Regions from separate parts of the Mus musculus genome. Here region 2 is linked to region 1. A link is a contact called in public HiChIP or PLAC-seq data. All regions are on one chromosome and are shown on one strand. The core of a region is the stretch at or near the end of the contact, and the rest is flanking DNA. Distances in the headings are between cores, read along the strand shown.

Region 1 (5,741 bases), core at 2,243-4,742:
AAAACAAACAAACCGAAAAAGCAGAGTAGCAACCATGATGTAGATGGGTGTATACACTGAAATGGATTTGAGAACAGTTGGTTATTTATGTGGGAAAACAACACCAAGGAGCTGGAGAGGATGGCTCGGCAGTTAGGTGCACTGGCTGCTCTTGCAGAGGACCTAGGTGTGGTTCCCAGCGTTCTGGTTTTATTTCCCAACCATCTCTAAGTCTAGTCTCAGGATCTGCCGCCCTCTTGTGGCCACCACAGGTAGCGCACACACATGGTCTACAACACACATGCAGGCCAAAAACACCAATACAAATTAAAATTTTTAGTTAAAGGAAAAAATTAAAAATAAAACAACCAATGAATCCCCACTTCATGCCATACTTAAAAGTAAGGTTCCAAATTAAATACTTTCAAACATTTAGAACAACATACGGGGTGGGGTGGGGGGTGGGGAGCCTTCAGTTTCATGGTTCATGTGATTCAAAACCTCAAACCATAAAGAAAACTAGTGGTTAATCTAACCCCATTAAAGTTAAAATTCTAGACTGGGGATTGAGTTCAGTGGTGAAGTGTTCACATAGCATGGGTGAGGTCCAAGGTGTAACCCCCAGTACTGTGCCTGAACACACACACACACACACACACACACACACATACCACAACTTTCATAATATATATTCAACAGAAGATATGATATGCAAAGCTGAAAGACCAGATATGGATTAAGGAAAGATACTTGCAATGTAGATAATAAAAAGGATTTGCATCTAGAATATGTAAAGACACTAGCTAACACAGACTGAAAACTGAGACCCATGCTCTAATAGAAAAGCCAGAGAGAATATTAACACTTCAGAGACATAAAAGAGTGAACTGGCTGGCACACACATAGGAAGATATGATAGCGTGACAGAAGGAGGGGTGTAAATGAATACCACAGTCTCAGATTCTTGTCCAGGCTCATCTCTTTTGCATTCAGAATGTCCTTGATCTGTGCAGAGCCGCATCCACCGAATCTGACCTGTAAAGGATCTATAAGGGCAGGGCTGAGTGCGTGCTAATGTCAGGTGTGCAAGCGGTCATGGAAGTACCACACTGGGCTCCCTGCTACGCCCGAGTGACAGCGTGAACTTGGTACACTCACTTCAGGACAATAGGCACCAAGTATATATGCCACATCCACAGTCTGAGCCAGTATGCGCTTCTGTGCGTATGGTAAAGCTCTGGTCACAGATAGGGAAACATAGAACGCATGTATCGTGGTGGCATGGTAGTAGCAAGAGAGAGAAAAAAATATGTAAGTGTCCACCAACTGGACTATAAGTGTCCACCAACTACAACACTATTCAACAGTTAAAAAGAACAAGCTATTGTTACCAGCATTTTTTTAAAAGAGGTGGATTTTTAAAAACAGGTAAATTTTGTTTAAAGGGCATTGAGCTGAAAGGCTAAGTTATAGGATCATGCTATGTAATAGATCCATTTATTAAAAAATATAGAGTGTGCAAACCAATTCATATGTGAAGTCCACTTATGACATGCCAAGGCGTTCTCTTGGGCACTTCACCTAATAGATAGATCATAAGCAACAAACAAACAAAATTGTTTTTAAGATTTGTTTATTATATATAAATACACTGTAACTGTCTTCAGACACTCCAGAAGAGGGGATCAGATCTCATTACAGATGGTTGTGAGCCACCATGTGGTTGCTGGGATTTGAACTCAGGAAGAGCAGTCAGTGCTCTTAACTGCTGAGCCATCTCTCCAGCCTCTCCAAACAAGTCTTAAAAACAAGGACAAACAACAAAAGCCAGGAGAGTCGTTACTTACAAGGAGGAGGGAAGAAGGGGGAAGTGAGGGACAGTGGGGTGGAAGTACCCAGGGGACTTCCGTGACAGTGAGATCTTAGTTCTCAGGAGTTGGGGAAACAGCGGTTGAGTGTGTGCTACACACCTATAATCGCAGCACTCAGGAGGACTCTGTGCGCTTAGAGGCCAGCTTGCTCTGTACAGCAAGTTCCAGGCTAGTCAGGGCTGCAAAGTGAAACCAAGTCTCAAAAACAAACAAGCACAGTAAAGCTGGGTGTAACCGTGTACACCTGTGACCAAAGCCCTGGGGCGGTAGAGACAGGAGAAGGATCAGCAGTTCAAAGCCATCTTTGGTCCCAAAGTGAGTTCAAGGCCAACCTAGGTTACCTGAGACCCTATTAGAAGGGAAGGGAGGGAGGGAGGGAGGGAGGGAGGGAGGGAGGGAGGGAGGAAGGAAGGAAGGAAGGAAGGAAGGAAGGAAGGAAGGAAGGAAGGAAGGAAGGAAGGGAACTTTCAAACAAACCAAAAGGGAATTAGCTGGAATGCCACACTAATAAAGTTGTTGTAGAAAGTGTATGTATCTATTATTCTTTGTATGTTTCCATGCCTGAAGTATCTTGTTACATTTTTAAGGATGTGAACTGTGCACTGTGAACAGTTACCTCAGGAAGGGTGAACTACTGGTTGCCTGTGGAAGGAGCTACAAGGACCAATTCGGAGACAAGAGAAACGTTTGATGGAACACTTAGTGAATTTCTGAGTGCTCAAACCAAGAGAGTGCCATTACCTAGTTAAAGTGCCTAGTAAATTGTCTGAAAGGGGCCAGGGCACAACTGAAGCAGAAATCACTTACCTGCCTGGGGCTGAGATGGGGACCGACTGTAAGTGGCCATTAGTGATATTTTTAGAATAGTGGAACTATTCTAGAAGCAGCTTGTGGTCCTGATTGCACATCTCTGTACGTTTGTGAAATGGCATCCAACTGTACTCTCAAAAATGGGTGGTTCGTGTATACATAAAGATTGGGGAAGACAGACAACCATCATCAGTGGAAATTTTTCAAATTATTACTGAGAAATAATATCCATAAACCAAGCCTCTAGGAGTCGCTGGCAGCATCTCGCTTTCCTTAGCTAGGCTGGTGGTATCTGTGGGCTTCAGGCCGGCATGTAAACTCTTTTCATCATTACAACATAAAGAAATTTAGAAGTCATGAAAACATGTCTAAGCACATTTTTAAAACAAGCACATACATGCATGTACACACAGAGACACAGACACACATTCTCTCTCTCTCTCTCTCTCTCTCTCTCTCTCTTCTGTATATATACTATTTAACTCAGGCAGAGCCCTGCCTGTACCTGCCTGACCTTGAACGACTCAGCTGGACCTTTCTCTTGCTCTGGGCTTCAATTCCAACTCAGTCTCCAGTTTCTATGGAGCAAAGCGGGGAGAAGCCCAGTGACCGGCTAGACGCCCCACAAGGAATTCTTTTGGGCACCTGCACCCCAGACAGAAAGTGTTCCTTTGGTTTGCAAACTAAGCCTTTTCTTCAGGTTGAAAGGAGAGATGTCTTTATTGCTTTAATTACCATTACAAGAAGGAAACTTCTAGAGTAGTTATGAAGTCTTTGGGAGAATGCTAGATCCCTGTGGACATTGTGGGAAGGGTTGAAAACTGATTGTTAGAAGAGAAACTTAAAACTGATCTGAGTTTTTACGGGACTTAGATACTTGTAAGCAGTACAAAGCGCTGCCTCCTCTTGCTCAAGGGTTCCGATTATCTGGGTCAGCATCCTGAGTCTGAGCTCCTGAAATGAGTACGTTCTGAAACACCCAGACACCCATCTCATCTGAACTTCACCTTCTGCCTCTTACCCGGCAAATGGCTTCCATGAGAAGAATTGGAGAGTTTCTTGTTCGCTCTGAAGTTTGGGAACAATCTACTTGGCTTCTCTTCGAAATTAATCTTATTGTTCAGTGTCTGTATGGATATTTGTTCTAGCCCCAGTCTCAGAGATAACTGTCAAAACTTAAATTTTAAGCAAATGAATCCTGTTTCTCTTATCGTGAAATCAGAGAGGCGCTTCAGATTCACTAACGGGTTGCAGGGCTTTTCTGAACATTTTAGCTGCTGCCTCCAAATTAATCCCTTAATTTCATCTCAAGAAAGGGAAATCCTGCCTACTTAGGATTCCCCACCCCCCTTGTATAGTCCTTTCACTGTGTCCTCAGATGACACTTGCCCTGCACGTAGACACAGAGATACACACAGAGAGGGGAGTGGGGGAGAGAAAGGAAGACAGACAGACACAGAGAGCATGCTACCCCATAAGTCCAAAGCTAAACTCAGGAGTAACTCCAGAAGTACCTGCTTGGGAACATGGCCATTTTTAGTTCTTTGCTTCAGTCCCATTTTTTCCCCTTAGGTAATGGGGAGAGTACCAACAATCTCCATTAATAAGACAGAAGGATGCCACCTGTACCTCAGTGAAGATGCACTAGACTGTGAGATCGTGAGCGCGAAGTCGTCCGAGATGAATGTCCTGGTCCCTCAGGATGACGATTATGTGAGTACCTCCCAAAAGCCTGCCCAGAAAAGGCTTTGTGGTGTATTCATGTTAGCATTCTTAGAGAGGTGCCCATCAGCTGCCATCTCGGGAGCTTCATTTGAAGACAACGTAACAGGCAGGCAAGGGAGGGAGCCAAAATAGAATGCTCCTCTTTTTTTAAAAAAAAAATTATTTATTTATTTATTTATTTATTTATTTATTTTTATGTATATGAATGCACTGTAGCTGTACTGATGGTTGTGAGCCATCATGTGGGAATAAAGGTTTCTCGTTCCGGTCCGTCCCACCCACTTCAGCCTAGAAATTTATTTATTATATCTAAGTACACTGTAGCTGACTTCAGACACACCAGAAGAGGGCATCAGATCTCATTACAGATGGTTGTGAGCCACCATGTGGTTGCTGGGATTTGAACTCAGGACCTTCAGAAGAACAGTCAGTGTTCTTAACCGCTGAGCCATCTCGCCAGCCCTATAATGCTCCTTTTAACATAAGGGTCTACTAAGAAGCTCAATAGAAAGAGCTCAAAACTCTAAAAAAATAATAATAATAACCTAGGGTTGGATTGAGGAGCCTCACAATGGGGCCCAGAATCCAGGTTCTTTGTATATGCTATGGGGGAGTACATTCATGCCGTGACACACATGGAGTTCTGAGGAAAACCTCTGGTGTCAGTCCTAGCCATCCTCCACCTTATTTGAGACAAGGTTTCTTGTTCACCACTGCCTAAGCTTCTAGGGGTTATTCTCTCATCCCTCCATTTTATCATAGAAGGGCTGAAATTGCAGGCATGGTTTATGTATGGGTTTGGGGGATTCAAACTCAGGCCCTCCTGCTTGGACAGACAAGCACCTTGTCTACTGAGCCATCCATCTAGCTCCCCAGCCCCAGAATCTTGATTCTTAGCAGGCTCCCAAGTAAGTCCTCATACCATCAGCCCATTGAATCCTCCATTTAGAAATCCTAGCCCGAGGAATTCATCTGGCGCTTCCTTTACATCCTCCCCCAAGTGGAGCAGTTTCTGGAGGAACCACATTAGATGTCCATGCGTGTCAGTGTTGAGTAAGATTGAGAAATCTCCTTTTTGAGATTCTGAAGTACAGGAGATCTGCTCATCGTTATTACATGGAAACTAACACATGGAGAATTCTAAGTCTAACTGGGCCGAGCAGGGCAGGAAGAGGCAGCAAATGAGACTCAGCAAGTCGCTTTCAAGAGAATGGCCACATCAGCTTGGCAGGTTGCTTACCAGCTCTCTACAGGTTGCAGTCAGCAGACAGGTTGTGTGTATAATCCCAAAACTCAGAAGGTAGAGGCAGAAGGATCGGAGGTTTGAGATCAGTGTCGGTCAAGTACAAAATGAGT
Region 2 (6,528 bases), core at 3,717-6,216, 110 kb after region 1:
TATTTTACAACTATTGTGAATGATACTTTAAAAGGCATTATTTATTAACTAATTAATGTATCTGTGGATATAGTTATGCATGCATGTATGTATTTAGAGTGTGTGTGTGTGTGTGTGTGTATGTGTGTGTTTACACTTGCATGTCCCTGCACATGTATGAAGGTCAAAGGACAAGTTGAGGAAGTTGGTTTTCTCTTCTGCATTGAGTCACAGGAATCAAACTCATGCTGTCAGCCTCGACAGCCTGCACCTCACCTGTTGAGCCTCCCTGTCAGCCTGGTACTTTTTTATATGAAGTAGAAAAATAACTGACACTTTTTAAATAATTTAAAACTAATCTCCTACATACCCCCAAACCCAACAGATATCACTTTTATTTAAAAATGTACACACACTTAGATTTTTGAAACCAGGTCTTACTTTGTTGCCAGACTGACCTAGAAATCACTATTCTTTTTTTTTTTTTTTTAGATTTATTTATTATTATATGTAAGTACACTGTAGCTGTCTTCAGACACACCAGAAGAGGGCATCAGATCTCATTATGGATGGTTGTGAGCCATCATGTGGTTGCTGGGATTTGAACTCAAGGCCTTTACAAGAGCAGTCAGTGCTCTTAACCACTGAGCCATCTCTCCAACCCTAGAAATCACTATGTAGCCCACCCCTGGCCTTGACACTGTGGCGATCCTTTTGCCTTAGCGGGTTGAATGCTTAGATTACAGGTATGAGCCACCACGATCATCATGCAAAAATTAAGAGATGATTTTTATTTAAGGACTAACCAACAAGCTCTTTCTACATGCCTCTTTGTCCTGAGGGTTGGGAATACTGATGCTGAGTGATAAGGGACATGGTTTCACGGTTTTTCCCTTAGCAAGGTACGCCTTTGAGACCTTGTTCTAAGGACAGTCCTGAACTCTAACTTAGAAACCTCAAAAATAGCTCTATTTCCTCCCCTTCCTCAAAAAGTCACTGCAACCTTAACAACTAGATAACTGTAGCGAGCCAGAACCCAAACATCCGCCTTCCTCATTAAGAATGCATAGGTGGTGGGTCTATTATTTAGACTAGAAAAGGGGGAGGTAGCAAAAAAATGTGGCAGACAGCTATTCATAAATAAATATAAACTTCATCTGTTGGACTTTATAGTAATGTTTTCTTTTGCATCTCATAATTTTACGAGACTTAAATACCTCAGAAATAGTTGAATAGGGCTGGGGAGATAGCTCAGTTGATAGAGTGAGGGCCTAGCATAGATCTCTAGCATTGCATAAATCAGGCTTGGTGGCACATAACTACGAAGCACTCAGAGGTCTGGAGATTAGAAGATCAGAAGTCAAAGGGCATCCGCAGCTAGACAGTGAGGCTGAAATCAGCCTGGGCTGCATAGTGAGTTCGAGAACAGCCTGGGCTACGTGAAACTCCAGTTCAAAAAAAAAAAATTAATACTCTCTATTGCTGCTTCAACTTGCAAATCAATTTTAAAGGCTTAAAGCATTTAGTAGGAGGTGCACTCAGTGACACATGTTCAGGGCACGCAAGGCCCTCAGTTTAATTTTAGGACCCTTCCAAAGAAAGGAAAAGTGAGCAGAAGCCGGGCGTGGTGGCGCACGCCTTTAATCCCAGCACTCCGGAGGCAGAGGCAGGCGGGTTTCTGAGTTCGAGGCCAGCCTGGTCTACAGAGTGAGTTCCAGGACAGCCAGGGCTATACAGAGAAACCCTGTCTCAAAAAACAAAAACAAACAAAATACAAACAAAAAAAGTGAGTATAAATTACTTGAAAAAAATTACCAGTCTTAAAGATAAGTATCAAATATCACATGATAAAAGTTTTTGAAATTAACAAAACAAAATTTTTGACAAGGGCATACTCGTTTTGTCCTTGTATCTTCTTTGTTTGTTTTCTTTTGAGACAAGTTTGACTGTCTAGCCCTGGCTGGCCTGAAATTGCTACATAGACCAGGTTGGTCTGGAACTCATGGAGATCAGCCTGACTCTACTTCCCCAAGGAAGAGATTAAAGGTGTGTGCCATCAGACTCAGCTATTACCCTTGTATCCCAATTGTTAGATGCTTTTAAAATTAGGTAGCTTGCTTGCTTCCTTCCTTCCTTTCTTCCTTCCTATCTGTATTTCTTTCTTTCAAAGTAGGGCCAATGACATGGCTCAGTAGGTAAAGGTGCTTGCTGCCAAGCCTGAGGACCTAAATTCAATCCCTGGGGTGCACAAGGTGAAGAGAGAACTAATCCCTGCAAGCTGTCCTCTCATCTACACACACACACACACACACACACACACACACACACACACACACACACACACGTGTGCTGTGGCATGTACACACCACACACAGGCTTGCACACACAACTAAATCAATATCATGCATTTGTATTTTAAAAACTGGTGGTTGTAGTTTGAATGACTTTGTAGTTTGAAAACAGCCGTGTTGTAGTTTGAATGTCAACAGTCCCCATAGGTTCATCCAACTGAATGCCTGATCCTCAGTTGGTGAGACTGTGTGGGAAGGGCTGGGGGTGTGGCTTTGTGGAGGAGGTAGTGTGTCACCAGGGGCCAACTCTGAGGTTTCAAAAGACTCATGATACCTGAAGCAAGTTCTCTCTGCCTCCTGCCTGGGGTCTGGGATGTGAGCTCTCAGCTCTTCCTGCCCATCTGTCTTGTCTTGCCAGTATGGATCCTAACTCTCTAAAATTGTAAACCCAAGTCAAGGATTTCTTTTATAAGTTCCCTGGGTCCTGGTTCTCTATCATAGCAACAGAAAAGTGACCAGTACAGGCTGGGAGGAGTGTCTCTCTCTTGGTAAAGGACTAGTTGGCATACACAAGGCACCTAGTTTGTTCACTAGCATTATGAAGACATAAAGCAAGCAAAACCAAAAAAAAAAAAGCCATGTATATGGGATGGCGTGTTCTTCCTCTGGGCTGTGATGCTGATAAAAAACAAAAACAAGAAAACAAAACAAAACAAAACAAAAAACAGAGGCTGGACAGATTATCTCAAACACCCACCCTTTCCTGTATTTTTTAGATTTTTTTGTATTCATTATACTTAGACTGAAAGTTGAATTTCAAGTTTTACTACTCCTTTTTTTTTTAATTTAAGCTTAAAAAAATGTAATTTTCCAAGCCCAAGAGTACCCAATATAATTGGTCACCAAAAAAATTTGTTGTACAAGAAAAAGCAATTTTGCAAATGAGGATTAAGGGTCTGGGGAACTTGCATCTTTCTAAAGTATTGTTTGCCGATGACATAAGCGACCATTAGTTTAATGTGTAGAAATGGGTAGAAATGTGGCAAACTTGGGAAGTAAAAATTATTCCTAAAGGCTGAGAATGAGTTGGGAAACATGAAGCACCCATGAACTCTAGGAGATAAATAAGTAAATAAATAAATAGGAATCAGGCTAACGGGATAAGGACAACTTATGCCAGGAAATAAAACCAAAATCCTCAGTAAGTATTCAATGTCTTCTAACATTTAAAAGGAGACTAAAAGTTTGCTTGAGAAATGTTTTCAAGGAGGGAAAAAAAAAAAAGGTTTCTGGCTCACAGTGCACAGTGGGGACTTTAGTTAGATAGCATATAGCACAGTGTGCTCATTTAACACCAGATCTTAAAGGGCACTGAACTGAGTCCCTTACTTACTACAGATGGCTTACGAGCAAAAGAAAGGTTACAACCCTTAGAGCCTGACCCAAAGGCGGAACACCGGGTCAAACGCTCGGCTTCTCTGAAGCTCTCATCTTTGCGCGTTTATTTTTTGCCCCATTTAACGTATGAAGGTGATATTTATCCATAGACAAAGTACTTTGATTTTTTTAAAGAGAGGGACCCTTGGTAGGGAGCGTTCCACAGGGAATGTAATTTCTGCGGTCACTATAGTCGGCTTGTGGAGGGTTACCAGAAATGGCTACCAGCACAGCTATGCATCCCCCTCACCCCCGGGGGGCTCTGAGGCAGAGCGCAGACCTGCACTCAGGATGTGAATCTCTCTGTCTTATGCTTCCAGTAACCAGGACTTGGGGCAAATTGCTCAATCATCCCAGACCTTTGTTTCTTCAGTGAAATGAGAGGAGAAAGCCACGTTGCCTGCAGGACCAGAGATGGGGACTGTGGATACAGGGGAAAGGGTCAACTTTCTTATTCCTATTCCCTAGGCCTCATGACTTCAGAAAAGACGAGCTCAAAGCTGCTCCTAGTGGTGCCCGTGTGATATCCCAACTACTTGGGAGGTTGTGGCAAGAGAATTTTAAGTCTGGGGACTGCCTTGGCTACACAGTGAGACAGCCTGGGAAATTTAGCAAGAATTTGTTTCAAAACAATTAAAAAAATAAAGCGCAAAGGATATGGCTCAGGGACAGAGAGCTCGCCTGGCAGAAGCCCTGGGTCTAATACCCTGTACCGCGATATGAGATAAAAATAAAAGCCTGGGGGGAAAAATGCTGGGTTTTTTTGTTTGTTTGTTTTTTGTTCTCCCCCCCCCCCCTTTTAAATCTTATTTATACAGGATAAGGCATATGCCTGTATATCTTTTTAAGTGATCAGACACAAGCTACAAGAGTCAGTCATAGCCAAGTTTGGTGGCATAAACCTGCCATCCTGTACTCAAGTGGCTGAGGCAGGAGGGTTGCAAGTTAAAGACCATCCTGGGCTCCATACTGAGACCCCGTCTCAGAAAACAAAGAAACAAAATAAAACAACAACAACGATGACAAAAAGGAAGGGAATAGCTTATGTCAATTTATGAGAGGGGAAATAAAATAAAAGCTTTCCCAAGAAAATAAAAGCCCCCAGCTCAAACAAGCGAGCCACGTAGACTACCAAAACATTCCGGAAGACCCGCCAAAGAGAACATAGTGCAACCGCCCCAAGCGCAGTGCGCATGCGTAGTAGGCATGCGCAGCAGTTATGCCTCTAAGGCCAGCAGAGGCAGCCTTCTCTAGTCTTGTTCCCGGAACAAAAAGATACCAGTCAACCCTGCTCAGCAGCCGTACATGATGCATTTGGTCACACAGTGCCCAAGTACTGCTCAAGATGTCTTGGGTCAAAAGAATCTGGTGCGGTCCTCTACTCTGCCTGCTGAGATGGGCTTCGTTTTAAGCTCTTTAAAGGAAAGGCAGGAGAGTAACTGTGGGGCAAGCTGTGTGAACTGCACATCTGCGTGCTGGATAGCACTAGAAGGTGCTCCTGGCAGCCTCTGGAGGGTATTGGAGCAAAATAAATGGCTCTATCAGACACACATCCTGACAAGCTGAAGGGTAAAGGCACAGCCACTGGCCCTTTTAGTGCACCCAGTGATTTTCTACACTCAGAGAGGGGATGGTGAGGTTAAGTGGGGATGGCTCTTTAACATCCACGCAGGTGAAGGAACAGTCTCTGGCATGCTACCCTCTTCCCCATGAGGAGCTAGATAGAGCAGGCAAACAGAACTTAGGAACACGAGTGGCTAAGGAAGGGAATGGCTGCTCTTCCTCCCCTCGGTTAGGATCAGTAGTCACTGCTTCATGATCTAACTGCCTCTCTGAATGCAGATGAGCGGCCCCCTGCAGCATCAGCTGAATGCAGATGAGTGGCCTGCTGCAGCATCAGCTGAAGATGCAGTTAGTGTCTGCACAGCGCATGGCGCAACTAACGGTCTCACACTGATGCACCATGAGTGGGCCTGACCCTGGGAATAAGACTCCCCACACTGCTTAAGACAGCGGGTCATAGGCAGCAGCAAACATCAAACAGCTTCCTCTTGCCCAGGCTGGGTTTCCCCCCACCCCCTGCTCAAGCCTAGGAAGGCACAGGAGAGTGAAAACCATGAAATCACATCACATGATTCTTCCCAGACTTCCACACCTACAGGTTTAGAAAAAAAAATTGGTTTTAAATTGAGGTGTATCTTATAACGAAAAGTAACCAGGAACCATGGTGTTTGAAAAACTGGCATTTCATAGGTTTTGTTTCACTTTATTCATTTATTTGGAGACTGCTCACTCTACAGACCAGGCCGGCCTTGAACGTGTGATCTCAGGTGTGAGCCGCCCCTCCCAGCACTTAGAACGTGCAGCTTTGGAACCATGCTGGAGACCAAGGTTTTGCAGGCAGAGGTCTACCTTACTTGTGCTGAGTAACACAGATTCACCAATCTAAAAGCCAGGCCAAGAAGAACCAGGTTGGAATGTTTTGTCAGGTAGGTAAACAGAAGCTGCTGGTGCTGGGGGGATCGAGCTGAGGAAGGATGACTGGGCAGAGCAGCTACAAACTACACAGGTATCTTGGTAGCAGCCACACAAGAAAGCTTTCAAACACACCCACAACTAAGTGCGGGATTACTTACGCCAAGTAAATGCAATTCCTCTAGGTAGATTAACTTCAGAATCTGGGCAATGTGCGTAGACACATTAGAGAGATTTTGGTATTATTTAAACTGATCTTGCTGTTACACTTTTCTTTATAATGACCAGAGCCATCAAAGGTGCTTCCCCCCACTAGCTACGAAACTTAAGATGATGTGGAAAGGAG

Evidence for each region. HiChIP or PLAC-seq counts read pairs in DNA pulled down with a chosen protein or histone mark.
Region 2: a contact with region 1 is called in an H3K27ac HiChIP or PLAC-seq map of embryonic stem cells, with 5 read pairs. The contact joins two enhancer-like sites. A contact is called at or near these places in 1 of 115 datasets of contacts at active chromatin or transcription factors (embryonic stem cells) and 2 of 9 other capture datasets (adipose tissue and liver).

The regions. Positions count from the first base shown.
Region 1 is chr13:46,642,294-46,648,034 of GRCm38.p6, forward strand. Cap2 (CAP, adenylate cyclase-associated protein, 2 (yeast)) reads left to right here. Exons shown (of 13, transcript NM_026056.4): 12 at 4,233-4,373. Among named protein-coding and RNA genes, the nearest start is that of Fam8a1, 24 kb to the right of the region's middle. Within about 2 kb of position 3,493, at least 9 of the 459 cell types and tissues checked have an H3K27ac peak or open chromatin away from gene starts, as enhancers often do. A contact at or near this core is called in embryonic stem cells, where this site is marked.
Region 2 is chr13:46,753,920-46,760,447 of GRCm38.p6, forward strand. The region is part of intron 36 of Kif13a (kinesin family member 13A); the gene reads right to left. Among named protein-coding and RNA genes, the nearest start is that of Gm24620, 10 kb to the right of the region's middle. Within about 2 kb of position 4,967, at least 22 of the 459 cell types and tissues checked have an H3K27ac peak or open chromatin away from gene starts, as enhancers often do. A contact at or near this core is called in embryonic stem cells, where this site is marked.